Regions from separate parts of the Mus musculus genome. Here all the other regions are linked to region 1. A link is a contact called in public ChIA-PET, Hi-C and HiChIP or PLAC-seq data. All regions are on one chromosome and are shown on one strand. Each heading gives the region's core, a stretch centred on a gene start, on an enhancer-like site or on the middle of the called end of the contact. The rest is flanking DNA. Distances are from core to core; before and after follow the strand shown.

Region 1 (3,931 bases), core at 362-2,861:
GACCTGATGCAGCCTGTGATCCTTTCAGAACTGAGGCAACAGGACCGCAGCCTGGATGCTGTCTTGCGCTGTAGTATAGAAAATTCTTATCTTTTGAAAAGGAAAAAAAAATATGGTCTCAATTGGCCCATGTTTTCTGTTTTAGAATTGGTAGGGTTCATAAAATATATGAAAAAAGCCTTTGGTGCTCTTGGTTATTTGCAGGTGAGCCGATGGTGGCTGCAGAGATGGGTGTGTGGGATAACTACTGTGTGAAGAAGCAGCTGCTACACTCCTGGTGAGTGTACACGATCATGGCGGCTCGCGGGCGGGCGGCAGACACAGCAGTTTGGGTTGATAGCTCATCTGTCCTCTCTTCCTCCTTTTCAGTACTGTGATCGCCACCAACATTCTCCTGGTCGACGAGATCATGCGAGCTGGGATGTCCTCTCTGAAGGGTTGAGGCCTGCCTGTGATACTACAGGATGTTGGGGGGAATGGTTATTTTTGTCCAAGCTTCAAGTGATTTGGAAAAAAATTTTCTCTTCCTGATTGGAGAAAAGAAACGGGACATTTGACACCTATTCAAATTATACTGTAAAATTTTATTTTATTTTTGCCTTGAGTATCTGAAGACACTCAAAGCAGCTCTTTTTCAACCCACTGAACAAGATGTTTTAGCTACACCGATACAAAAATTACATAAGATAAGCATGTTGTCTACCCTTGTTCCGTAAGTGTTCTTTGAAAGTTTGTAATGGTTTTCTCCTAAATAAGGCATGGTGACACATGCCTGTAAGCCTAGCCCTTTGGAAATAGTCCGGAATTTCTATGCCAACTCAGGCTACAGGAGACCCCAGGTCGAAAGAATAATTTGTTGTGGATGTATTTGAAATTATCCAGCCAACTCCCTGTTAAACATGTAAGATCCTTGCCAGTGTAAAACACATCTGGGTAATTTATGGGTTTCATAATGTCTAATAAATACTTAAAGAGTGAAGCTACTGGATCATTCACACTTGAAATGACTGAAAATGCTTCAGAAAAGCTAATAAAGCCAAGTTACTCCGTGGAGGCTGGAAGGTCAGAACTCTGCCACCCAACTTCCAGACATGGGAACACAAGAGGCTGAGAGAGTTACACATTTAACAGCCAAAAGGACGGTTGTTGAAGAATAAGGGTTTGGGTGAAACAAGATTTTTTAGGCTATTTTCTATCTTGGTTTTGCATCATACCTGTAACAGCTTATCTCTTTGGTTTTCATGTACTTGATTTTATGTGTGATACTTGGGGAGAGGGGCTGGCTCCGTATTCCACAGTGAGTGAGTGAACAGCTCAACTGAATAGAGGAAAATATCTGGGTGGAGAGTTGGCTCAGCTACGTACTACTGGTTCTCACAGACAGGCAGTTAGTGCCCAGCACCGTGGGCAACTTCTAGCCAGCTGAGACTGCAGCACATTGGACCTGCAAGGGTGTTAACATCACACAAAAGCAGTCAGATAAAATCAGAGTAGGATGGGTGTGGGCCTGTGTTCATTCATGGGCGGGCCTGACAGGCAAGCTCCCAAGGAGCGCCCTGCCATTGGTCACTGAGTCAGTGCGAGTGCGCAGGCGCGAAGAAGCGCCCGAGCAGACGCATGCGCTCTGAGTTCTGGTTCCCCAGCATGGGTTCCTTGCTCCCTCCGGTGTTGCTGCTGTGGCTCCTGTCCTGCCCCAGGCTTCAGCTAGGTCAGTGTGTGGCTCTGTGCCTATATCACCCTTATCCTTGAACACCTGAAAGTGACTGTATCCTGCGCTCTAGATGCTACCCTAACCTCGGAGGGGGTTTGCAGGGTCTCGGGCTACTTGCTGGGGCTGGCCATCATGAAACTGCACTTTTTCTTTTTTTTTTTCTTTTTTTGAAGCAGGGTCTCTTCTGGTATTCAGCCCTGTCTGGGGCGTTGGGAGTAAGGCATTCTGATTTTCCTTTTCTCCATTTCCATGTCTTGAGCTGGTGCACTCGTGTGACTCGTAGCTTTTATTTGTAGAAAGCTTTGAAAGTTAAAGATACGCTTAAGTCACATACATAGTAATCGGATACTCAAAATGTTGTTTAAATGCACCTTTTATCTCTAGTTACTTTTGGATTCAGTTTTTCTTAGGATATTTTATGTGTATGAGTGTTTTGCAACCTCGTATATAGGTGCACCACGAGGGTGTCTGGTGCCGGCGGAGGTCAGGTTGGATCCCTACAACAGAAGAAACATGGTTATAAACCACTGCTTGGGTGCTGGAGACTGAAAACGGAGCGTCTTCGAGAGCAACAGGAGCTCTTATATACTAATATCCTATTTTATTTTATACTTGAGGCAGAGGCTCAACTATGTCGCCTTGTCTGGCCTGGAACATAGACCAGGCTAACCTCAAATTCATAGAGATTCAAGCACTCTCTCAGCTAAGCTACGGCGCAGAGGCCCCTTGTTTAGGGGTTTGGTTTTTTTTTTTGGGGGGGGGTGAGGGTGGGTTATTTATTTATTTAATTATTTATTTATTTATTTTGGTATAAAGGTCTTGACTGTGTAGCCCTAGCTTGTCTTGAGCTTGTGATCTCCAGCGACAGCTTCTTTAGAATTGGGATTATAAGGCATAAAATATGGTCTTAGATTGTAGTTTGTTATGTGACAGAATCTCACTATGTAGACCAGGCTGGCCTCAAATCACAAAGATCCATCAGTTTCTGCCTCTGTATGCTGGGGCTTAGAGGTGTCCACTTTTTATGTATGTGTTTGTGTGCCGTGAGTGTACAGATACTGGCAAAGGACAGAAGATTTAACCTGGTCCTTAAAAAAAATTTAATTTTGGCTTTTAGAGACAGAGTTTCTCTGTGTATCCTTGGCTGTCCTGGACTCATTCTGTAGACCAGACAGGGCTCAAACTCAGAGAAATGCCTGCCTCTACCTTCCAAGTGCTGGGATTAAAGGGCCACCACTGCTCAACCCTAAAAATATTTTTTAAAATGTTAGTTTGTTAAATTACAATCAAACTACAGTTTATATTGCAGCTTGATATTTCATTCCCCTTTAATTTGAGATCTCCCTACTCACTCGGTTTTTTTTGCCCTCTCGGGATTATTCTTGAGATGGGTAGAATTGTATCAGAATGAGAAGAGGGTTAAATATAAGACCCTGAAAAGCAGGGTCTGGTTGCTTATACACCTTTAATCTCTTGAGAGGCAAAGGTAGGTAGATCTCTGTGACTGCCAAGCAAGGCTAGTCCATCTATATAGTGATTTCTTTTCAGGCCAGCCCAGGGTTGGAGTGGGGTGGGAGTAGGGTGACCTTGTCATCAAAAACTAAAATAAGGGAAAAAAGCAACTAATTTTAAAATGAGAAGCTAGGGTCGAGCACCACATAGCATATGTGAGACCCTGGTTTCAATTCCCTGTGACACACACATCAAGTTCTTGAGCCTGGGGCACAGTGCCACATGCCTGCAATCTTAGCATTGGTGAGGCAGAGATGGGAGGGTCCCTGGGGTGAAGGAGCTGTAGAATTGTTTGGGTTGTTTTTTTGTTTTGTTTTGTTTTGTTTTTAAATCAGAAAGATTGCCATGCAGAAAAACCCTATCTCACACAAAAATAAAAAAGTAATATGCACATAAATTATGGGTGTGATTCATTTGTACAGTGCTTGCTTAATGTGAAACCTGATTTCCATCCCCAGCATCACATGAACTGGGCCAAGTGGTACACACCTACCTGTTCCCTGTCATCAGGAAGTCAGCATCATCCTTGGATACCTAGTTCTAAGCTGGCCTGGGCTGCATGAGCCTTCATCTCAAAAATAAAACAGTAAAGTGTTCAACAGTACAAAGGGAGAGGGAAAGAAACAGCATGAAGTGTGAGTGGTGTAGTGGCTTACGTACTAATCCCAGCACTTGGGAGGCAGAGGCAAGCTGATGTCTGTGAGTTCA
Region 2 (3,931 bases), core at 419-2,918, 410 kb after region 1:
GAAAAACAGTAAACACAGTGGTCCAGATGTTGCCTACCATCGTGAGATTTTGTTACATTGCACCTGGCAGGACCTACCTGCTTGCAGATTTCAGTCTGGTCGTCTGTCCCAAATGCACTGATGAGGTCTTCCTTCTTGGCAACCTGACCTTTGGAAACATTTACAAACACTGAATGGGTCTGCAGAACTTCATCAAGGTCTTTTTCCCTTGAAAGGGCAGGAGAGAAAGTCCTATGTGAATCCACTGGATAGTAGAAAATCCACTCACATTTAAACACAAGATAGCAACAAGAGAAATGGCAAGTGCTGCAAGCTGGGTGTGATGTGCACATCTGTAACTCACCATTTAGGAGGCAGAGGCAGGGAAATTGGGAGTTTGAGGCCAGTCTCAAAAAAAAAAAAAAAAAAAACCAAACAAAACAAAAAAAAACAAAACAAAAACCCTAAAGAAAAAAAAAAAGAGAAATCTCACACACACACACACCACACTCTCTCTCTGGTGGCTACCTGCGAAGGACAGTATCTGGATTCTCCCACTTCACCACAGAGGGAAAAACTACATCATTGTTTTATGTAAGGAAACTCAGGGTGTGGTGGGGAGTGGTGTTTCTTCTGTCCTGGAATATCTGTCCCTAGATGGCAGTAGCGAAGACACTACTACGCACTTTGGGAAACTGGGGATTCTGAGGTGTGACGTTTTAATTTCAGGATTTGTAGGTGTAAGATTAGCTTCCCGATTGTTATCCCTGGAAAATGACCATAATGTTTCTCTTCTTGGAGATAGCATTTGGAATGTTGGATTCCTGTCTTTTTTTGTTTTGGTTTGGTTTTTTTTCGAGACAGGGTTTCTCTTTGTAGTCCTGTCTGTCCTGGAACTCACTCGGTAGACCAGGCTGGCCCTGAACTCAGAAATCCGCCTGCCTCTGCCTCCCAAGTGCTGGGATTAAAGATGTGCGCCACCACCGCCCGGCCGGATTTAAACATTTAATCCAAGAGGCTACTGCAATTTCGGGTCCTCTTGACCGCAGCTTTGTTTTATTAGTACAGGGTCGGTCACGGTCTCTCTCACACACACATACACATACACACACACACACGTTCCAGGCTGGCCTGGAAATCGCAGCAATCCTCCTGCCTCAGTTTCCTGGGCGCTGGGATTACAGGCCTAAACCATCGGTCCCACCCGGCTCTGATGGCGTTTGTAGTTGGCAGTTTTTATGATACTAACAAAATCCCAAAGCAGAACCCAATCCGAATCGGGTAAACCAGGCCTGAAAGGTACCGATGGGTCGCAGGAGCCGGGGTTAGGGAGGCCAGGCCGCCGAACTCTGGGCACAGGATTACTCACACGCCACTCCGCCAGCCGACGACCTTGTTTTTATAGCAGGCGATTTCGAAGCGCTTCCCTCCCCGCTTCATCCGCACCACGGCCACATTGGTCAGTCGGATCTGGTTGGTGGGGGTGAAGATCGACATGGTGGCTGTTCACAGATCTCGAGCTCGAGGGGACGCCAAGTGCTCGGCTGAAACGACCCTGCGGCGCGCGAACCCTTAACGCCCAAGGAGTGCGCGGCTCTTCCGGAACCTACCAGGGAAGAAGCTACCGCACGCCCGATTGCCCTACTGCACATGCGTCAAGTGGCGCACTAGCCAGGCAGCCGATAAGAAAGCAACCACGCCTGCGCGCCGTGACTTTTTACGCCCTCTAGTTCCACCCTCAAAGGAAGGCGGGTCGTTCTGTGATGACGTCATTTACAGGCGCCAGTTACGCCTACCTATTATGGGTGAGTAATGTTTATTATCTGGGTGGAAACATGATATTTTGGTTGAATAGTTCTGCAGAGTTCAGAGGCTGCGCTCATTTTAAATTTAAAAAAAAATTTTTTTTGATTTATTTATTATATGTAAGTACACTGTAGCTGTCCTCAGATACTCCAGAAAAGGCATCAGATTTCGTTACGGATGGTTGTGAGCCACCATGTGGTTGTTGGGATTTGAACTCGGGACCTTAGGAAGAGCAGTCGGCGCTCTTAACCACTGAGCCATCTCGCCAGCCCTATTTTTTTTTTTTTAAGATTTACTTTTTAAAAGATTTATTTATTTATTTTATGTATATGAATACACGGTAGCTGTCTTCAAACGCACCAGAAGAGGGCATCAGATCCTATTACAGATGGTTGTGAGCTACCATGTGGTCCTGGGAATTGAACTCAGGACCTTTGGAAGAGCAGTCAGTGATATATATACACACATATATGTGTGTATATGTACACACATATATACACACACACATATATATATCTTTTTTTTTTTTTTTTTGAGACAGGGTTTCTCTGTGTAGCCCTGGCTGTTCTGGGACTCACTCTGTAGACCAGGCTGGCCTCGAACTCAGAAATCCGCCTGCCTCTGCCTCTCGAGTGCTGGGATTAAAATCGTGCGCCACCACGCCCGGCTATAACTTTTAAAAGAAGTAAATAAAAACTCTCTTGGCTTAGTCACCTATGCACATGGGAGTCAGAGGCAGGCTAATTGCGTTGTAAATTCGAAGCCATTTTGTTTTATATAGGCGAGTTACAGGCCATCCAGAGCTACACAGTGAGACTCTTTCTCCAAATAGTAGCTATCCTGAATCTCGTGATCATTTTGTTTCAGCCTCAAGAGCGCTGAAATACAGGTCTGTGTCATCAAGCTGAATTCCTTTTTTCCATTTATTGACTGATTGATTGAGGCAAGGTCTCTTTATAGCCCTGGCATACGTAGTCCTGGAGCTCACTACGCGGCGGAACAAGCTGTCCATTAACTAGGAACTCCCAGAGATCCGTCTGCCTGTGCCTCTGGAGTGCTAGGATTAATGGTCAGTCAGCAGCATGCCAGGTTGTCATTTATTTCTTGATAGTACTGCCCTCTGTCCTGCCCTTTCCCCTTCTGAGCCGAAGCGAGAAATAACAGTGGAGCAGGAAGCTCGCTTGCTTTTGCATCTCCCGCTCTGGACCGCGTTTCCCACAGGCCCGCCCCTTTCCACTCTGAGCCAATCCGAGAAGTACAGGAAGTGCTCTAGCATCTTTCCCAGGTTTAGAAGTGATGGCTTCTCTCTGGTCCCGCCTCTTTTCTATTTGAGCCTATCAGAGAGGAAGTTAGAGCTTCCGCTAGCTCCTTTTTTTTTTTTTTTTTTTCCTTCTGGGCCCGCCTCTGTCCCCTGCAGCCAACGCGGGCAGGTCTGCCGACTGCATGCATGGCTTCCCTGTCCCTGTAAACTCAATCCTCCTGTTCGCTGTCCCTCTCTCTTTGCGTTTGCCGGTTGACTTGCGTAGCTCGGGCCCCGCGGAGGATGGGTGAGTCTGGGCTGGCCAGGGTCTCGGGCGGGCAGAAGGCAACAGATTCCCCCTCCACCGAGGGCCTTAGGTTGCTACACTTGATGTGTTACTGTTTGTTTTTACTGTATCTTATTTTTTCTTCTTTCCTTTTATTTCTGTTTTCCTTTTAAAAGGGCCGTTTTATGTATCCCAAGTTAACTCAGAACTCACAGTGTAAGCTCAGGAAAATTTGGGACTCACTGTGTAGCCCCTGTGTGGATCTCAGCTTGTATAGCAACTAGTTCGGCATTCAGTGGATAGCCGAGGCTCACCTGGAACTCACTACCCAGGGGGATTAGGAAATTGCTCTGTAGTCTAAGCTGGCCTGGAACTCGGATGTAGCCCGGGTTAGTTTTAAAAAATAACGGGGGCTGGAGAGATGGCTCGGCGATTGAGAGCACTGTCTGCTCTTCCAGAGGTCCTGAGTTCAATTCCCAGCAACCACATTGTGGCTCACAGCCATCTGTATTGAGATCTGATGCCCTCTTCTGATGTGTCTGAAGACAGCTACAGTGTACTCATATACATTAAATAAATAATTAAAAAAAATTAACGGTGTTCCTCCCACCTCAGCCTAA
Region 3 (3,931 bases), core at 560-3,059, 380 kb after region 1:
GAAGCAGACAGGCAGGGTGCTGAGGCAGTAGCTGAGAGATTTACCTCTTGATCTATAGGCAGCAAGTAGGGAGAGACGAGAAGATAGTGGGCCTGGCAGGGACTTTTGAAACCTCAAAATCACTCCCAGTGACACAGCTCCTTCAACAAGGCCACACCTCCTAAATCCTTCCCAAACAGTTCCTCTAACTAGGGACCAAGCATTCAAGCATATGGGCCGATGGGGTCCATTTTCATTCAGTCCACTTCAATATTTGCTAGATTATAAGCACTAAATAAAAATAACAAGAACTGTTGTCAGTCAGCCCTTGTAAAGAGTACAGAAGACACTCTGTCTAAAAAAACCTCTCAGCAGCTTCTCCAGCCTCCTAGGTTTAAGGCCTTCCTTATCTGAGTTCTGCTTGATGTCATAGACATCGATTTGATCACGTTTTACTGTGTATTTCTGCCTTTCTACCTGCTCCTTGCACTTATTCAAAACCAAAAGCATAGCAGTGGTAGCTCATTGTCTGGAATGAGAGCACACACATGCTGTGCACACACAGACATACACATGCAGATGTCTTCTATACGATTTCCCTGGAACTATTTGGCTTTGAGGTTCTGGAGGAGACAAGCATCAGAGTTCCACTTACACATTCTATGGGAAGCCATCATCCATTCTGGGTGAGGACTTTCCAGTGTAGTTGCTTTGAGGTCACTCACCCTGCTGGCAGTAACCTCTTGCCTATGCTCTGTAAGTAAGCCAGATACATTTACTGGCATTCCAGGGGGAACTTTGGTTTGTCACCGAGACCTTAGGAAAAGGGGATAAACATCGCATAGTCTTTACCTAAGGAGAAAATTCTCACAAATGTTCTCATGTCTCATGGCACACCTTTAATCCCAGCACTTATGGATCTTTGAGTTTGAGACCAGCTTGGGTCACATAGTGAGTTTTAAGTCAGCCAGGGATGGATTGAAAGACCTTATCTCTTTTGTTTGTTGGTTGGTTTGGTTTTTTTTTTTTTTTTCAAGACAGGCTTTGTTTAGCCCCAGCTTCCTGGAACTCATTCTGCAGACCAGGCTGGCCTCAAATGCAAAGATCTATCTGCCTCTGACTCTTGAATGCTGGGATCAAAGGACAACCTTCCCACTGCCCAGCAACCGTGTCTTTAAAGAACAACAAAAAAAGTCAAGACCAGACAAATGGATAAGTGTAACTGATCTCCTGGGTTTTCAATAATCATGTACAAAGGTCAGTATTAATGTGGTTAGAGGAATTTAAAAAGGATAATATTTTGCTGCTTCTAAGGTCAGCTAGGTCCTTGGGGACTGAGACATGGCTTGAAATGAATTGTCCTGTTGTCCAGAAACGCGACAGATTCCCATCCAGTGGATCCTAGAGTCCCGTCTACAGAGAGGAGGGTGGTATTAGTGTGCTCAAACACCATGACTAAGGTAGTTGGCTCCTCATTGGGCTCCAGAGAGAACAGGAAGCCAGCTCTTGCCATCCACGAGACCCCTGTGTCAAAACAAAAAATTCCAACAAAAATAAACGAAAATCGTGTCCTCTTTACTATCTCACGCCATACACACCAAGACCTGCAGAAGCACTTCGGGACGGAACCGAGCAAGCTCACGGCAGTTCGCGAATGCGAGTGATAAATTTCAGGCAGCTCCGTGTATGCTTTTCCCATTTGCAAAACGAAGACAGTCTGCTTCTCCTCCTAACCCCGACCCCACCCGCCGCTCGCCCCGGAGCAATTCTGTCCCTTCCGCGCCGCCGTCGCGCGCGGGCGGGGTCAGAGGTCACGGCGGCGTTAGTGGTGACGTGGTTTTCTGCCTTCACCCGGAAAGCCCGGCGTTCGCAGCGCGCGGAGCCGGCGTCCCGTTGGCGCGCTCTGGCCTGGCTTCGGGTCGTCGCTTCGGCCCCGAGGAGCCGCTCGCTGTCTCCGGAGCGGCGGAGAGGATGGTGCGGGGCAGCCCGGGGCCCGCCGCGCGCCGCCGCGAGTGAACAGGGCCAGGCCGCGGGCGTCCGCGGGCTCGAGCCGCCAGTCTGCGGGGCGGTGAGTAGGAGACGGGGTCGTAATCGCGGGCGCATGGGCCGGGACCGGGGACCCTGAACCCGGGGCCCACGGCGTGCTGGGCGGATCGGTGCGCAGGCTCTCCCAGCCACCCCAGCTCCGTTCACTCCTCTATTAGCTGACCCGGTCCTGTTCCATCCTCCCGAGGCCTGCGGAGTCCTGCTCCCTCAGTCAAGGCTTGTATAGGTCGGCTGAATAAGGCTGCGTGGACCTACTAGCATCCTTTGCAAGTTTTAGAAAAAAAAATGATTGTTTTGGAAAATTATTTACATGATGTGTTTGTATTATCTTGTCTGCGCACGTGAGCGCAAATACCCACCGACTCCAGAAGAGGGCGTTGTGTCCTTAGACCCAGAGTTACACTCCATTGGTAGCTGCCTGATGATGGGGTTGCTGAGAACTTAACTCTGGTCCTCAGGAATAGCAGGTATTCTTAACCCCGTAGCCATCTTTCCAACTTCTCTGTGTGTGTGTGTGTGTGTGTGTGTGTGTGTGTGTGTGTGTGTGTGTGACAGAGAGAGAGAGAGAGAGAGAGAGAGAGAGAGAGTGAGAGTGAGAGAGTGAGTGTGAGTGTGTGTGTGTGTTCAGTTTTAGATTTGTGACTTGACTTTGGGTTGTCAAAAATGTATCCAAAAGAGGGTTTAATGCAGCCTTAACTGGCTAGGATTTCCCTATGTAGACAAGACCCACCTTCAACACCGATCTTCCCGATTCAGACTCCGTAGTTCAGAGATATAGGCGTGGGCCACACTGCCAAGGTTTCACAGTGTAATAACGGTATTGTTTTGGTTTTAATCTGAATCCTGGAGTCTGGGGTCTCCTGCAGCCTTAGATAGTCCAAACCCACGACTCAGTCGAGGCTGACCTTGATTCTCTTAGACTCCCTAGTGCTGCCGTTGGCAGGTGTGCACTGCCATGCCGGTTAAGCCCGGCTAAAACATAATTTTTTTTTTTTTTTAAAGACAGGTCCACTGTGTAGTTCAGGCTGGCCTCCAACTCTCTGTGTAGCTTGAAGTTGTGATCCTCCTGCCTCAGCCTCATATTGGGGTGTTGTTAGCTGTGTGGTACCAGGCCCTGTTCACAGAGTAGTGGTAGCCTGGTGGCAAGGCTAGTCAATACTGGGACAGGGGGGTGATTTCTTACCTGTCCCATAGTTGTATAATACAACAAATCACGGGAGGATTTCCACATACTGTAAGACACACAGCTTTAGTTCTGATGCAGAGAATCCAGAGCTGTGAGTTTAACATAATGGAAATAACCTGAAGCCATGTCACAGTTCTGGAACTCGTATTTTCCCAGGCTTCTGTCGTTGCCTTGTCTGAACATTCTCAGGAGCCCATGGTTTTAAAGCTTCGTGTTTCCTTTTGACCCTTCTTCCCTCTCTCATCTAGTGCTCTCCTCTTTACACACGAGCATTAGAGAAAACTGGGCCTGATTTGGGGGTGGGGTGGAGTGGTCGGGGATACAGAGCACAGTGCAAGGGTGGTGGACCTACAGGATGGTTTTTGTCAGTATGGGAAGTCTGTAGAATTCTAATTATGGGCCAGACCTAGTGGCACACGCCTGTGATCCCAGATCCTTGTGAGCTGCCACTGGAGCTGCCACCAGCCCAACCCAGGTGCCCTGGAAGATTAACTGAGCCTTCTTTCTATCCCCACAGAACTTTAGTTAGACAGCTAAAGTGTTTATTGAAGACGGTGTCTCCGATGATGTAGTTGGTGTGTTCGAGGCATGTGGAATTGATTGGTGGGAAGCCCTCTTGCTGGGCCTGGTGTTGTGTGATAGCACAGTGAGTTAAATGAGAGTCCTCTGCCACTTACATGTCTGCTTGTATCATTGTACATTACCTAAGCTGTATGCTGA
Region 4 (3,931 bases), core at 552-3,051, 360 kb after region 1:
CAGGCTTCACAACACTCACCTGTCTGCTGGCTCTGCACTCATGTACACACACACACACACATACACACACAGAGGCTTCACAACACTCACCTCTCTGCTGGCTCTGCACTCATGTACACACACACACACACACACACACACACACACACAGGCTTCACAACACTCACCTCTCTGCTGGCTCTGCACTTATGAGCATACCCTACATACACACACGTTTGTACACATAACTAAAAATAAAACAAGATACAGCCAGGGGTGGTAGCAAACCCTTTAATCTTAGTACTTGGGAGGCAGAGACAGACCCCTGAGTTTGAGGCCATCCAGGACCACACATCATATAGAAACCCTGTGTCAAACACAAACAAACAAACAAAAAAACTTGGAAAAGGTAATCTTACTGTGAGACTTAAGCTTTAGTTTGGTAGAATACTGACTGTGGGTTCAATGGTATGTGTGGTCACCTGTGTAGTGTACTCTCTGTAGCTTTCCTTTGACCTTTGAACATAGCCTCATGTCTTGAGTAATTTTATTTTAAAGAGTATTTTTATTATTTTATGTGTATAGATATTTTGCTTGCCTTTTCTGCACTTTTTTTACTCCATCCCCCCCCCCACCTCGTTCTCTCTCAAGTTGGTATGGGGGGTAATTTATTTTTTAAGATTTATTTATTTTATGTATGTGAGTACACTGTCACTGTCTTCAGACACACCAGAAGAGGGCACTGGATCCCATTACGGATGGTTGTGAGCCACCATGTGGTTGCTGAGAATTGAACTCAGGACCTCTGGAAGAGCAGTCAGTGCTCTTAACTGCTAAGCCCTTTTCTTTTCTTTTCTTTTCTTTTCTTTTCTTTTCTTTTCTTTTCTTTCCTTTCCTTTCCTTTCCTTTCCTTTCCTTTTCTTTTCTTTTCTTTTCTGTCTGTGTACCTAGTGCTTACATGGCCCACTGAGGTCAGAAGAGGGCGTTGGATCCTCTGAACTGGTGTGAGCTGCTGTATGGGTGCTGGGAATTGAACCTGGGTCCAATGGGTGGAAGAGCAGCCCGTGCTTTTAACTGCTGAGTCATCACTCTAGCCCTTCAGGAGTAATTTTAAAGTATGGTGAAACCTGGGCATTGTGGCACATGCTTTTAATCTGTACACTCAGGAGACAGAAGCAAGTGGATGACCTCTCTGTGAGTTGGAGGCCAGCCAGAGCTACACAGGAGATCTTATCTCAAAAGGAAAGGAAGAAAAAAAGCTCAGAGGACATGCAGAGAGACAATCATCTCAAAACCCTGTTATCTCATTTAACGAGGTTCATGGCTTGGTGAAGAATTGTTTTCTTCAAGTCTGTTTATATGGAAACATGTTTAAAGCGTGCTATTAGGTTGGGCGTGTAGATGTGAGCATATACTTTAAGCACTTGGGAGGCTGAGGGGGAAGATTACTTGTGCCCACAAGTTTGAGACTGATTGGACAAAATAATGAGAGCCTGTCTCAAAACTAAAAATCATATGCTGGGTAAGGTGGCATATGGCTTTCATCTCCGCATTTATGAGCAGATAGCAGGGGGTTAGAGGCTGGCCTGGACTATCCTGGCCGGTGAAGGACAGCCAGTGCTCTCTAGACCCTTAGTTCGGGTTATAAAACACTATTACTCTAGGGCTGGAGAGCTGAAGAGGATCCAGGCTCAGCTCTCAGCACCCTTGGCATGGTGGACCTGACACCTTGCTTCTGAGGGCACCAGGCATGCGTGAGGTGCTCGTGCATGTGTAGCAAAGACACCAGTTTTCTTGTGAGCCGCACTCTGTGATCTCACTCTCCTGAGGAAGTGATCAAGTGTAATAGAGGAGCTTTTGGTCGTTTCATGGCTTTGGTTTCGTTTCCTGGAGAGCCTTTCTGTGAAGATTTGCCTCTGCCTTGCATGTTGGCTCCCACCTTTAATCTCAGCACTTGGAAGGCAGAGGTGGGTGTTTTTTTTTTTTTTTTTTTTTTTTTAAGTTCTAGTCTAGCCTGGTATACATAGGGAAGGAGTTCTAGACTGGGCTATAATAGAGATACCCTGACTCAAAAAACAAACAAGCAAAACAACAACAATAAAAAACAAAAGGCTGGAGAGATGGCTCAGAGGTTAAGAGCACTGGCTGCTCTTCCAGAGGTCCTGAGTTCAATTCCCAGCAACCACATGGCTACTCACAACAGTCTGTAACTCCCATTCCAGGGCTTCTGACACCCTCACACAGATATGCAGGCAAAACATCAATGCACATAAAATTAAATAAACAAATGAATAAAATAGAAACAGTTGCTACTGGTTACTTTGTATTAACTTACAGTTTGCCTTGTGTTAACACTTATGGAGAAGGTATTTTTTCTGTGTTTCGATGAAGAGATTATAGTGTGAAATGTGTCTTTATCTTCACTCACACTTTCCCAGAATATGAGGGCCCTCCTGTACCTTACAGAGATTTTGCTGAGCATTTCATTCGTATGTATTTATTTATTTTTGAGACGAAGTTTCATGTAACCTATGCTGGCCTTGAACTCCTGATTTTCCTGCTTCTCCCTCCAAGTGCTTAATCACAGGGTGTACAGCACTGGTTTACACTGGGCTGGGGCACTCTGCCCACTGAGCCAGTTGCTAGCACCCTCTTCAATTGTTCTAAACCAAATAGTAGTCTGAGCTGTCTGGTTACTATAGAGACCAGAAGGGTATGGCCAAGAGGAAGAGACTCATCCAAACAGGCTTTACTTCTTGAGGAAGTTGGGAGGAAGTAGCACAGACTTGGTTCTAAAATTAGAAGCAATGTGTCCTCATTATACACAGAAGCTGAAAAAGTCAACATGGTGGGAGCAGATTGCAAAACAGTGCCTCCAGGTACTGGGCAGCAAGACAGAGGGCCAGCCAGGTACAAGGTTAAACCTCCAGTGCTGTGTGTGTGTGTGTGCGTCTGCATGGCAGTATGTGTATATGCGTGTAGATGCCCATGTATATGTGTGTGTGTGTGTGTGTGTGTGTGATGTGTGTGTGTGTATGTATGTGTATGTATGTGTGTGGTGTTTATGTGTGTGTGGTGTGTGTATTTGTGTGTGTGTATGTATATGTATGTTTGTATGTATGTGTGTGTCTGTGTGCGTCTGCGTGGCAGGATGTGTATATGCATGCAGATGCCCATGGAGGTCAGAGAGAGTGTGGGGGAACTCAGAAGCTGCAGCTCCAGGCTGTTGTGAGTCTCCTGATGTGGATGCTAGAACTTAATCCTGGTCCTCTGGAAGTATAGCAGGTCCTCCTAACTCACCTCTGGGTCATCTCTCCAGCCTTTCTGATGTCCTTAAGCACAGCAGGAAAACTATGGTTGTTGACACATGACACATGGTGTATTTCAAAGTAATGAGTGGGAAGGAATTTGAATATTCCTGCTATAGCACATTGGCAAGTCTAGGATCGTATGCCTTGGTCCAATCTTGTATAGAAGTATCGCTATACCCATGAATATGGAGATACTAGAGGGTAATCGACATTTTTTAAAGTGAAAAAAAAAATGAGTATTTAAAAAATCAACTCAAAAAGGATCCAAAACTTACATGTTACAGCTATTAAAATCTAAAAAGACCTTGTCATGGAAAAATTAACACTAGTAGTAGTAATAGTAATAAATCGTAAGGATGAGGGTGGTGATGTGAAATAGAGCGCTCACAGGTTGTCTATGCTTACTGTGATGTGTAAAGATCATCAACAGGAGATCTCTCAGGCTGGAGGGGTGGCTCAGCAGCTAAGAGCACTGACTGCTCTTCCAGAGGTCCCGAGTTCAAATCCCAGCAACCACATGGTGGCTCACAGCCAGATCTGACGCCCTCTTCTGGGGTGTCTGAAGACAGCTACAGTGTACTTACATTTAATAAATAAATCTTAAAAAAAAATAGTAGATTTTTCTTTCTTGCAGAATATGT
Region 5 (3,931 bases), core at 447-2,946, 320 kb after region 1:
TGACTGTCCAGCTATCTTTCACTGATGCCAAAAGCTTTCCCCCCTTCAGTAGTAAATGTACAGGAGAGGCTTCCTCATGTTTCCTTACATTATGATTATTGTGTGTGGATGCCATGATACTTACATGGAGGTGAGTGGGCATCTTTGTTAGTTGGGTCTCTCCTTCTACTTTTTGTTGAAACCATTTATTTATTTTACGTACATTGGTATTTTGACTGCATGTGTGTCTGTGTGAGGGTATTGGATCCTCTGCAACTGGAGTTGCAGACAGTTGTGAGCTGCCATGTGGGTGCTGGGAATCGAACCCAGCTCCTCTGAAAGAGCAACCACCGTTCTTAACCACTGAGTCATCTCTCCATCCCCTCCTTCTTTTTTTTGTCAGGTCAGTTCCAGGATTTGGATTTAGGTTGTCAAGCCTGAATGGGAAACCTTTTACACACTGAAACATCTCTCTGGCCCTCTTTACTTGTAATCCTCTTTCATAAAACTCGCTTTCACCTCATTTGTCTGTGTCTTTCTTTAATCTTCATAGACCTTAAACATCCAACTTGGAGCCACTTCCCTAGGCCAACCTGACCCTGTCTGGCACCCTACAGCCTTGTGCCAAGCACAGCTGGGTCATGAAAGATCCTTTTATTCTCACAACTCCTGCATCATCATGTGCTCTCATTATAAAGCTATACCCCACAACCTTCCTTATATTTGCCCAGGCCAAGAACACTAGAGATGGGAACTCCTGAACTTCCTGTCTCCACCTAGCCAGGCTGGGATCACAGCCTAGTTGCTATTGGACCAATTTCCTTAAGATTCTCCTAAATTGAATCAGTTTCAAGTCCTGCTCTTAAAAAGAGCAAGCCAGGAGTGTTCATTTCTGTGGGCCATCTGCCCAGGTGACCAGGTTCTTTCTATGGACGAGTGCCCAGGAGTGAAAAACAAAATAGCAGAGTCAGAAAAGGTGAAAACAGGCATTTATTGAGACAGGGGTTAAAAAAAAAATTCTGCTGGGAACAGTGTTTTGTTTTTGTTTTTTGTTTTTTCCAGAGCTGAGAGCCAGTCTCACGGACTCTGGGTTGCTCATTTGTAGGGTTCATTCTGAATTCTCTCCTCCCCTATCCTATAACTTCATCTCCTCCACCCCGACGGTTCTTGGCCCAGGGAGATAACAAAAGCTAGTGAGGTGGCATGTCAACTGTCCAGTGGGAGCGTTATCTATCTTTACAGACAGGCAGTCATGTGCTAAACTTTTCCCTCTCGATCTTTTTCCTGACTATCTATTCCCTGCTAACTGCTCACTAGGGGAAAGGTGTGTTTGTATTTCCTTCTGGCGGCCGCATTCGCTAAGCGCTGGGAGATGTCTCCTGGTCCCAGACTTTGATGTCCCGTTTCGTGTATGGCTGTCCTCGGGGCTCCTTGTCGCCCTCAGGCTAATGCAAGCAGAAGCTGGTAGACGGAATGAGGAATGACAGGGGAAACCGCGGCTTCTCGCGAGTCACAGACACGTCAGCGAGGGCCTCACGGTCACTCGGTGTCCCCTGCCCTCAGGGACTGCCCCTTCGGGTGGACAGCCTCCGGAGCGTTGCAATCTTTTCCGGCCAGCCGCCAGCCAGTCCCCGGAAGTCCGAAGCGTCACGGAAATGACGCCACGCGTACGCACCGCGCGCGTGCTCGCGGTGCCGGGGGCGGGGCGTGCGGGGGCAGGGGCGGGGCAGGGAGCCGAGTGACTGAAGGGGCGCTGGGAGCGGCGGTCGGACGCCGGCGGAGCCGCGGAGCAGGTTCGGAGGGACGGGGGCTCCGGAGGCGCGTTCCCACACGGAGCGGGGCGGCGGCGGCGGTGTCCGGCCGCGCGCTGACCGGGGCCGCTCCGTTCCGCCTCTCAGCCGGGAGGGCGGGCGGGCGCATAGGGCCAGGCCGCCGGAGCTCTGCTGCTGCTCTCGGCCTCTCCAGCTCGGCCGAGTTCTTCCCAGCTCGGCGGGACTCGGGCTCCCGGGAGGACACGCTCCCCGGTCGTCGGCTGCCGCTCCGATCCTGTCCGAGTCCGGAGTTGTGGTTGCAGCCGGGCGGGTCCCATCCGGAGCCCGCGTGGGTCCCGGGGCTGGTGCGGCTGCTGTGGCGCGGGGTTTTGAATACTCGTCCCAGGTGCTAGAGGCCAAGGTTATGGGTGTCTCTGAATGAGAAGTCCTGAAGCTGAGGCAGGAGGATTGCCGCGAGTTTTGAGGTCAGCCCTCTGCCACTGAGGAAGACCCTTTTATGGAAAATAATAATAAAGGCAGTCCCTGATTCCGAGCTGTCTGGAAGGGAGAGCCAAGGGGATGTCCTTCCATCCCTTCGCGGAAGTTGGCTCCATAGAGGGAAGCGCCTTGGAGACTAGGTCATTGGCAGCTGGCTGTGTCTCAGAGCTGATGACCAACCTCTGTGGTTGGGAAATGTGTTGCTGGATGTGGTAGGCTCGGTCTGTCTGTGGAGTTTAGATGTGACACTGGCATAAGTTTTACAGCGTCACCTAGTTTTGTGGTAAGAGCCCCTATGGTCCCCCCACCCCCTGCCACCTCCTGGAAGTTAACTGTTGGGTCTTTTAACCTACAAACCTAGAATTACTTTTCAAAGGAAGACCCAATTAGTCACCCACTTCTGACATCCCAGTATTTGGAAATTGAGTCAGGAACAACAGTCTTGGGAGTTTTGACGTCAACGGGGCTATGTAGTGAGTTTGAGGCCAGCCTATACTACAGAGTAATATTCGATCCTCCCGCCCACCAGAGTCGCAGTTAAAAGAAAGAAGAGGCTAAAATAAAATGGTCTTGTCAAGCTTGTTACTGGGCGGTGGTGGCGGTGGCTCACACCTTTAATACCAGAATGCTGGAGGCAGAGACAGATCTCTATGAGTTTGAACAGGCCTGGTCTACAGAGTGAGTTCCAGGACAGTCCAGGCTACATAGACTGTTTTGGGGGGAGAAGAAGCTTGCTTGTTACTTGGTGATGACTGACTTTAAGGTTTACACATGTTAGATAGGGGCTGTTTAACTGAGCTACAGTCCCAGTTTCTATTCAGCCTCTGAGAGTTACTGTTTGGGGGGATTATTTATTTATTTTGATTTGTGTGTTTATTTTGGGGGACAGGGTCTCGCAATACAGCTTTGGCTGTGTAGATCAGGCGATCAGGCAAGACTCTGAACTTGGAGCATTCCGCCTGCCTAGGCCTCTCAAGTGGTGAGATTGCGGGTGTGGACCACTGCCTTGCCTGTCTTTTCTTTTGGTATGTGTGTTCACAGTGTGTGCATGTGGAGGCCAGAGGTTAGCAAATGTTAGCTATTTTCCTTGGTGTCATACTAGCCTTGACTTTCATTGAGACAGGCTCTTAGTGAACCTGGAGCTGGATTCACCTAGACTACTACTAGCTAGCCCACAAGCTACAGGGAACATTTTTTTGGTGTGGGGACTGGGGACCTGGTTCAGGTTCTCATGCTTGTGTGGCAAGTACTTTATTTTTGCCATTTATTTTGCCCCAGCCCCCCCTTTTGCCTTTGATGAAATGAAGTTGGAGTTTATTAAGAAACAGTTTTATTATAGAATTAAACCCCGGCTTTAAGGAAGAGAGAGACACTTTAAAGGACAGTATACCTCCAAGACATGTGTGTAAACTTCTTAAGAGTCTCCAAGATTTAGTGGTTCCTGATCAAAGGGTTAAGGTGCAGCCAGGATTTGAATCTTTACTTGCTTACAACATCTTGGCTGGAGAGTTAGCTCCCTGGTTGAGAGATCTGGCTGCTCTTGTACGGGATCCTGGTTTGGACGTGGTAGCTCACAACTGTCCAACTTCCAGATCCAGGGGATCTATGCCCTTTTCCAGGCTCCAGGGGTGCCAGTTTGCACATGATAGTGGACAGTAGAGATCCTTAAGGTGTAAAATGTTTGCCTAGTTTGCACCAAGGCC
Region 6 (3,931 bases), core at 524-3,023, 300 kb after region 1:
AGGTCACACAGTCGATGCGTGACTGAGACGTGCTGCATCAAATGGGTCATCTGACTAGCTGGGAAGAGCCTTCTGGGAGTGCCTGTTTCTGTCTGTGTCCTGGTGCAGAGGTGATGACGTTATCATGGAGAGGGTCATCTAGAATTGCGGGTATGGCTTCTTTTTCTCTGTCCAGTTGAAAGAATGACCAAGCAGGAAAGGCGAGGACTCGGCAGTCAGCCAAGCTTTATTGAAGTCACATACAGCAAAACACAGATTCCCTGCCAGGGGAGAAGATATTCAGAAATCCAGTTCAAAAGGAGGGCTTGAGCCTTTTGGTGGTGTACTCTCCATCCACTTATTTTTGAATGGCTAATTTAAACAAATAGGAGGCATCTGATAAAGCCACAGCTTTGCGCGTACGCATGTGTGGGCAGGTCAGATGGAGAAGAGGAGCCCTGTTTGGGAGTGGGGTTTTCTCTTTTCTCATCTGTGGTTATTTAATTTTTTTCATTTTTAGCGTTTGTTTTTAGCAGTCTCATGTAACCCAATTTGGACTCACAATGTTATGAAGCTGAAGCTGGCCTTGACTTCCAAGTACTGATATTGCAGCGTGAGTCACCATACTCAGTTCCGTTATTATTTATTATTATTATTTATTATACTAGAGACAAGAGTTGAATTCTCAGAAATCCTTCTAACCTCTCAAGTCGCTGCAATTAAAGGTATTTGCAACCAAGGTTTTCCTTCCTGTGTGAGTCCACGGAAAAAGCGCTAGCACAGCAGCCATGTCCTTGCCAGCCATTGGTGTTGCAGTGCTCAATTTCTATTACACAGCAGGTGCCCTCAGCCCTCCACAACACATCCTCAAGGACAGCCTGCTTAGGCCTTTTTTCACTGGCCCGCTGCTATGGAGACAAACCAGCCAGTCCTGGGCCCTTTCCCAGGACACATGGACCGGGATGATAAAGTGGAGTGGCCTGGAGCTTCGCGCCTGCTAGTCAGAAAGCCAATGAAAGCAGGACCACGGTGCTGCCCCTATGAGCGGGCTTCCTGCCAATCAGGGGCGGAGGCCAGCGAGGACACAGCCAATAGCAGGAGCAATTGGGTGGTCTGTCCTTTCGGGAACCGCGCCGGGGGACCAGCGCTGTCGTTGAACGTCGGAAGTGCAGAACGCGTGCCCTTTAGGTGGCCTATAAGAATGGGACTGATCGGCAAGCCGTTGTCAGTTGTCACTCTAGTTTGAGACCTCGATGGTTGGATCAGACCTTTAACCGTCATAGCGGAGCTAATCGGACACTGCCAGTAGTAGGAGGCGACCGGGTGAGGCCAGAGATGCTACCTGCGCTGTGGTTGCTATGCGCAGAGAGCCGCTTCCCTAGATAAGTGGCCTGGACCAAGGGAGGTAGCGCTCCCGTTAGTTAGATAGCCAATCAGAATGGAACAAACCCAACCAGACGTGTTTACCCTATAATTGGACAATGCTCTTGCCAATCATAGCAGGAGTTCATGAAACCTCGGCCAATAGCAAGAAGCGCCTGGTTCCGATTTGCAGCGCAGGGTCCACGCGGTGGTTGCTGATCGAGGTCGTCAGTGGGCGATCACCTCCCCTCGGCCAAACCCTGGAGCAGACAGGCGTCGCTCGCGCTTGTCAGCCAAGAGCCAATCAGAATTGGGTAGGCCTGTAGCCACTACGGCTTAAGGCCGAATTGTTTGTTCTGTGATTGGGCGAACCTCCTGACAATCAGGGCGGAGCCAGCGAAGATTCGGCCAATGGCTGGAGGCAGCCAGGTCAGACCAGCGACTAACTGTAGGCGCGTTGGTCGTTAGACTGTTGGAGGGCAGCACAGGACATCCTAACTGCTTGCAGGTCCTCGGCGTCTAGCGCCCGCCGGCGGCCCATCTCGTCATGTCAGGCACTGCTTGGCTTTAGTTCTTCAGGCCTCCGCCCACCCGCCTACCCGAAGCCGCGCCCACCGCCCAGAGCCAGAGGGATGGTGGTAGTCACCGGGCGGGAGCCAGACAGCCGTCACTCGGACGGTGCCATGTCCAGCTCCGAAGCCGAAGACGACTTCCTGGAGCCGGCCACTCCTACGGCCACGCAAGCGGGGCACGGGCTGCCCCTGCTGCCCCAGGAGGTACCTGGATCGAGCGATGGGGGAAGGGAGGGCTGATGGGAAGCGAGGGAGAGACTGGTGCTTGCAGAGCTGACCTTGGGCGGAGAGCCTCCCAAGGAGCTATCCACCCCTGATGCCACTCCTACACTAGGTGTATCCTCCCTGCCCCGAGTCACCTGCACTCCAAGTCCCTTCTTCCCGTACTACCAGATGTCAGTTCCATTCCTGTATTTCATGTCACCTTTATCAACTAGACGAGGACTCAACACATAGCATGTTCCATACAATCCAAAGGAGGACCTGGGTTATCCAGGTGTATCCTCCAGCTGCCGGGGGAGTGGCATTAGAAACTACCTGCAGTTAACCTATCTGGTGCCTTGGTATGATTTAAGAAAAGGACACACCTGAGTGGACCAATTCTCATCCAGGTGCCGTTATGCAGTGAACAATCTCCATTACCACATGGGGTAATTTTATTTGCTAGATGGACAAGAGTGAACGGTAGAGGATTTGGGGTCAAGAAAGCAGCGAGAGCAAGGACATGCAGGAGATAAATTCGGGAAATAGGAGGGCAATGGTGAGTTGAACTCAGAGCAGAGATGATGGAGGGATTAGGGGCTTCATTTATCAGTTGCTGTATTGTGCTATGGAGTGGCTTCGTTAGTAGCCCTTCCTGTGTGTGACACTTTGCACCTGAACTGACCCTGGAGATGGATAGGAAGATGAATACAGATGTAGAGATGGATAGGAAGATGGATACAGATGTGGAGACTCGACAATCTGAGGGGGCTGGCTTGAGTGAGGCTCTCCGGCAGCTGACAGTATTGTGGTAGGGTTAGAATCCCCGAATTGCCAGCATCGTGGGAAACTTGTGAACATAAGCAAAATTCTAGACATAACTCTGCAGTCAGGGAAAAGGGCCAACACGGCGGTGACACTTTTTTTTGTGCACTGTCATTGGGCAGAAGTTGTGGTTTGAGTGACAGGACACACAATCCCACAGACTGTAGGCCAGCTGTCCAGTCCCGGCCTCCTGTGAGTCACATCCCTCCCTGTGAGTTCTAGGACTCTTTTCCCTGACTTTTTTTGTTTCGCATATGGAGCAAAGAAGTACATTAGTGGGTGCTGCCTTTTAGAAAGAACTCCAGAAGTGCAAAGCATTACACCTAAGTGACATCTGAGTCTTAGCGTATACCTAAAGTGGGCTTAGCATTTCTGCAGAAATGTGAAAGGCATTTTGCACCGTGAGAGTAAGAGTTGAATTTTTGGGCTTGGTGGTACACACCTCCAATTCCAAAGGCAGAGGCAGCAGATAAATGTGAGTTCCAGGCCAGCTTGGTCTATGTAGTGAGTTCCAGGAGAGCCCGAGCTACACAGAGAAACTCTGTCTCAAAATAATAATAATAATAATAATAATAATAATAATAATAATAATAATAATAGAGTTGAGCTCATACTTAGAATTGTAAATTTTGTGCATTTAATTCACTGATATTTTGTGAATTTTAGTCTCTACTGTAAGGCAAGTCTCAGGTACGTTTTATCTCATCTATTTTTGTCTTTTTTTTTTTTAATGAGGCAGGGTCTCTCTAGGTTGCCCACGTTGGCCTGGAGCTCACTCTATACTATGGAGTTCACTAGTCTAGAACTCAGAGAGTCTCCTGATTCTGCCTCTCAATGGCTGGGATCAAAGGAGTGCACCACCATGCACAGTGGAGTCTTTTTTTCCCCCCTAAACAAAGGATGTGTGGAAATTTGGGGAAAGGACTATTTAGATAACTACAAAGACTTTAGACTTTCACCACGGCCAGAGAGATGTAACATTGGGGGGGGGG

Evidence for each region. A called contact is a pair of places that touch in the nucleus more often than the background predicts. ChIA-PET counts read pairs in DNA pulled down with a chosen protein or histone mark. HiChIP or PLAC-seq counts read pairs in DNA pulled down with a chosen protein or histone mark.
Region 2: a contact with region 1 is called in an RNA polymerase II ChIA-PET map of memory CD8 T cells, with 74 read pairs. The contact joins the promoter of Sbds here to the promoter of Sumf2 in region 1. A contact is called at or near these places in 8 of 39 promoter capture datasets (the 3T3-L1 cell line, the C10 cell line, the HPC-7 cell line and 4 more), 1 of 484 Hi-C or Micro-C datasets (pre-B cells), 5 of 115 datasets of contacts at active chromatin or transcription factors (the 230-238 cell line, effector CD8 T cells, large pre-B cells and 2 more) and 3 of 9 other capture datasets (adipose tissue, liver and macrophages).
Region 3: a contact with region 1 is called in an RNA polymerase II ChIA-PET map of memory CD8 T cells, with 45 read pairs. The contact joins the promoter of Tmem248 here to the promoter of Sumf2 in region 1. A contact is called at or near these places in 7 of 39 promoter capture datasets (the C10 cell line, cranial neural crest, hematopoietic stem and progenitor cells and 3 more), 5 of 115 datasets of contacts at active chromatin or transcription factors (the 230-238 cell line, bone marrow-derived macrophages, effector CD8 T cells and 2 more) and 3 of 9 other capture datasets (adipose tissue, embryonic stem cells and liver).
Region 4: a contact with region 1 is called in an H3K4me3 HiChIP or PLAC-seq map of bone marrow-derived macrophages, with 3 times the contacts expected there. The contact joins the enhancer-like site here to the promoter of Sumf2 in region 1. A contact is called at or near these places in 6 of 39 promoter capture datasets (the C10 cell line, cranial neural crest, liver and 1 more), 3 of 115 datasets of contacts at active chromatin or transcription factors (bone marrow-derived macrophages, effector CD8 T cells and memory CD8 T cells) and 2 of 9 other capture datasets (liver and pancreatic islet).
Region 5: a contact with region 1 is called in a Hi-C map of pre-B cells, with 3 times the contacts expected there. The contact joins the promoter of Rabgef1 here to the promoter of Sumf2 in region 1. A contact is called at or near these places in 7 of 39 promoter capture datasets (the C10 cell line, cranial neural crest, hippocampal neurons and 2 more), 1 of 484 Hi-C or Micro-C datasets (pre-B cells), 2 of 115 datasets of contacts at active chromatin or transcription factors (effector CD8 T cells and memory CD8 T cells) and 4 of 9 other capture datasets (adipose tissue, liver, macrophages and 1 more).
Region 6: a contact with region 1 is called in an H3K27ac HiChIP or PLAC-seq map of microglia, with 7 times the contacts expected there. The contact joins the promoter of Kctd7 here to the promoter of Sumf2 in region 1. A contact is called at or near these places in 3 of 39 promoter capture datasets (the C10 cell line, cranial neural crest and erythroid cells), 2 of 115 datasets of contacts at active chromatin or transcription factors (astrocytes and microglia) and 1 of 9 other capture datasets (adipose tissue).

The regions. Positions count from the first base shown.
Region 1 is chr5:129,845,379-129,849,309 of GRCm38.p6, forward strand. It overlaps Sumf2 (sulfatase modifying factor 2), which reads left to right and starts at 1,612. Exons shown (of 9, transcript NM_026445.2): 1 at 1,612-1,708. The coding sequence starts at 1,618. Cct6a (chaperonin containing Tcp1, subunit 6a (zeta)) reads left to right here. Exons shown (of 13, transcript NM_009838.2): 12 at 205-277; 13 at 370-1,065. The coding sequence ends at 442.
Region 2 is chr5:130,253,862-130,257,792 of GRCm38.p6, forward strand. Sbds (SBDS ribosome maturation factor) reads right to left here and starts at 1,669. Exons shown (of 5, transcript NM_023248.2): 1 at 1,349-1,669; 2 at 78-207. The coding sequence starts at 1,476. It overlaps Tyw1 (tRNA-yW synthesizing protein 1 homolog (S. cerevisiae)), which reads left to right and starts at 3,176. Exons shown (of 16, transcript NM_001015876.2): 1 at 3,176-3,332. The coding sequence starts at 3,329.
Region 3 is chr5:130,220,526-130,224,456 of GRCm38.p6, forward strand. Tmem248 (transmembrane protein 248) reads left to right here and starts at 1,810. Exons shown (of 7, transcript NM_027854.1): 1 at 1,810-2,047. Gm6598 (a long non-coding RNA gene) reads right to left here and starts at 3,341. Exons shown (of 2, transcript XR_377119.4): 1 at 3,209-3,341; 2 at 1,193-1,503.
Region 4 is chr5:130,202,955-130,206,885 of GRCm38.p6, forward strand. All of the region lies in intron 4 of Rabgef1 (RAB guanine nucleotide exchange factor (GEF) 1), which reads left to right. Among named protein-coding and RNA genes, the nearest start is that of Tmem248, 17 kb to the right of the region's middle. Within about 2 kb of position 1,802, at least 58 of the 459 cell types and tissues checked have an H3K27ac peak or open chromatin away from gene starts, as enhancers often do. A contact at or near this core is called in bone marrow-derived macrophages, effector CD8 T cells, liver and 1 more, where this site is marked.
Region 5 is chr5:130,170,123-130,174,053 of GRCm38.p6, forward strand. It overlaps Rabgef1 (RAB guanine nucleotide exchange factor (GEF) 1), which reads left to right and starts at 1,697. Exons shown (of 9, transcript NM_001199059.1): 1 at 1,697-1,772.
Region 6 is chr5:130,143,110-130,147,040 of GRCm38.p6, forward strand. It overlaps Kctd7 (potassium channel tetramerisation domain containing 7), which reads left to right and starts at 1,774. Exons shown (of 4, transcript NM_172509.4): 1 at 1,774-2,117. The coding sequence starts at 1,974.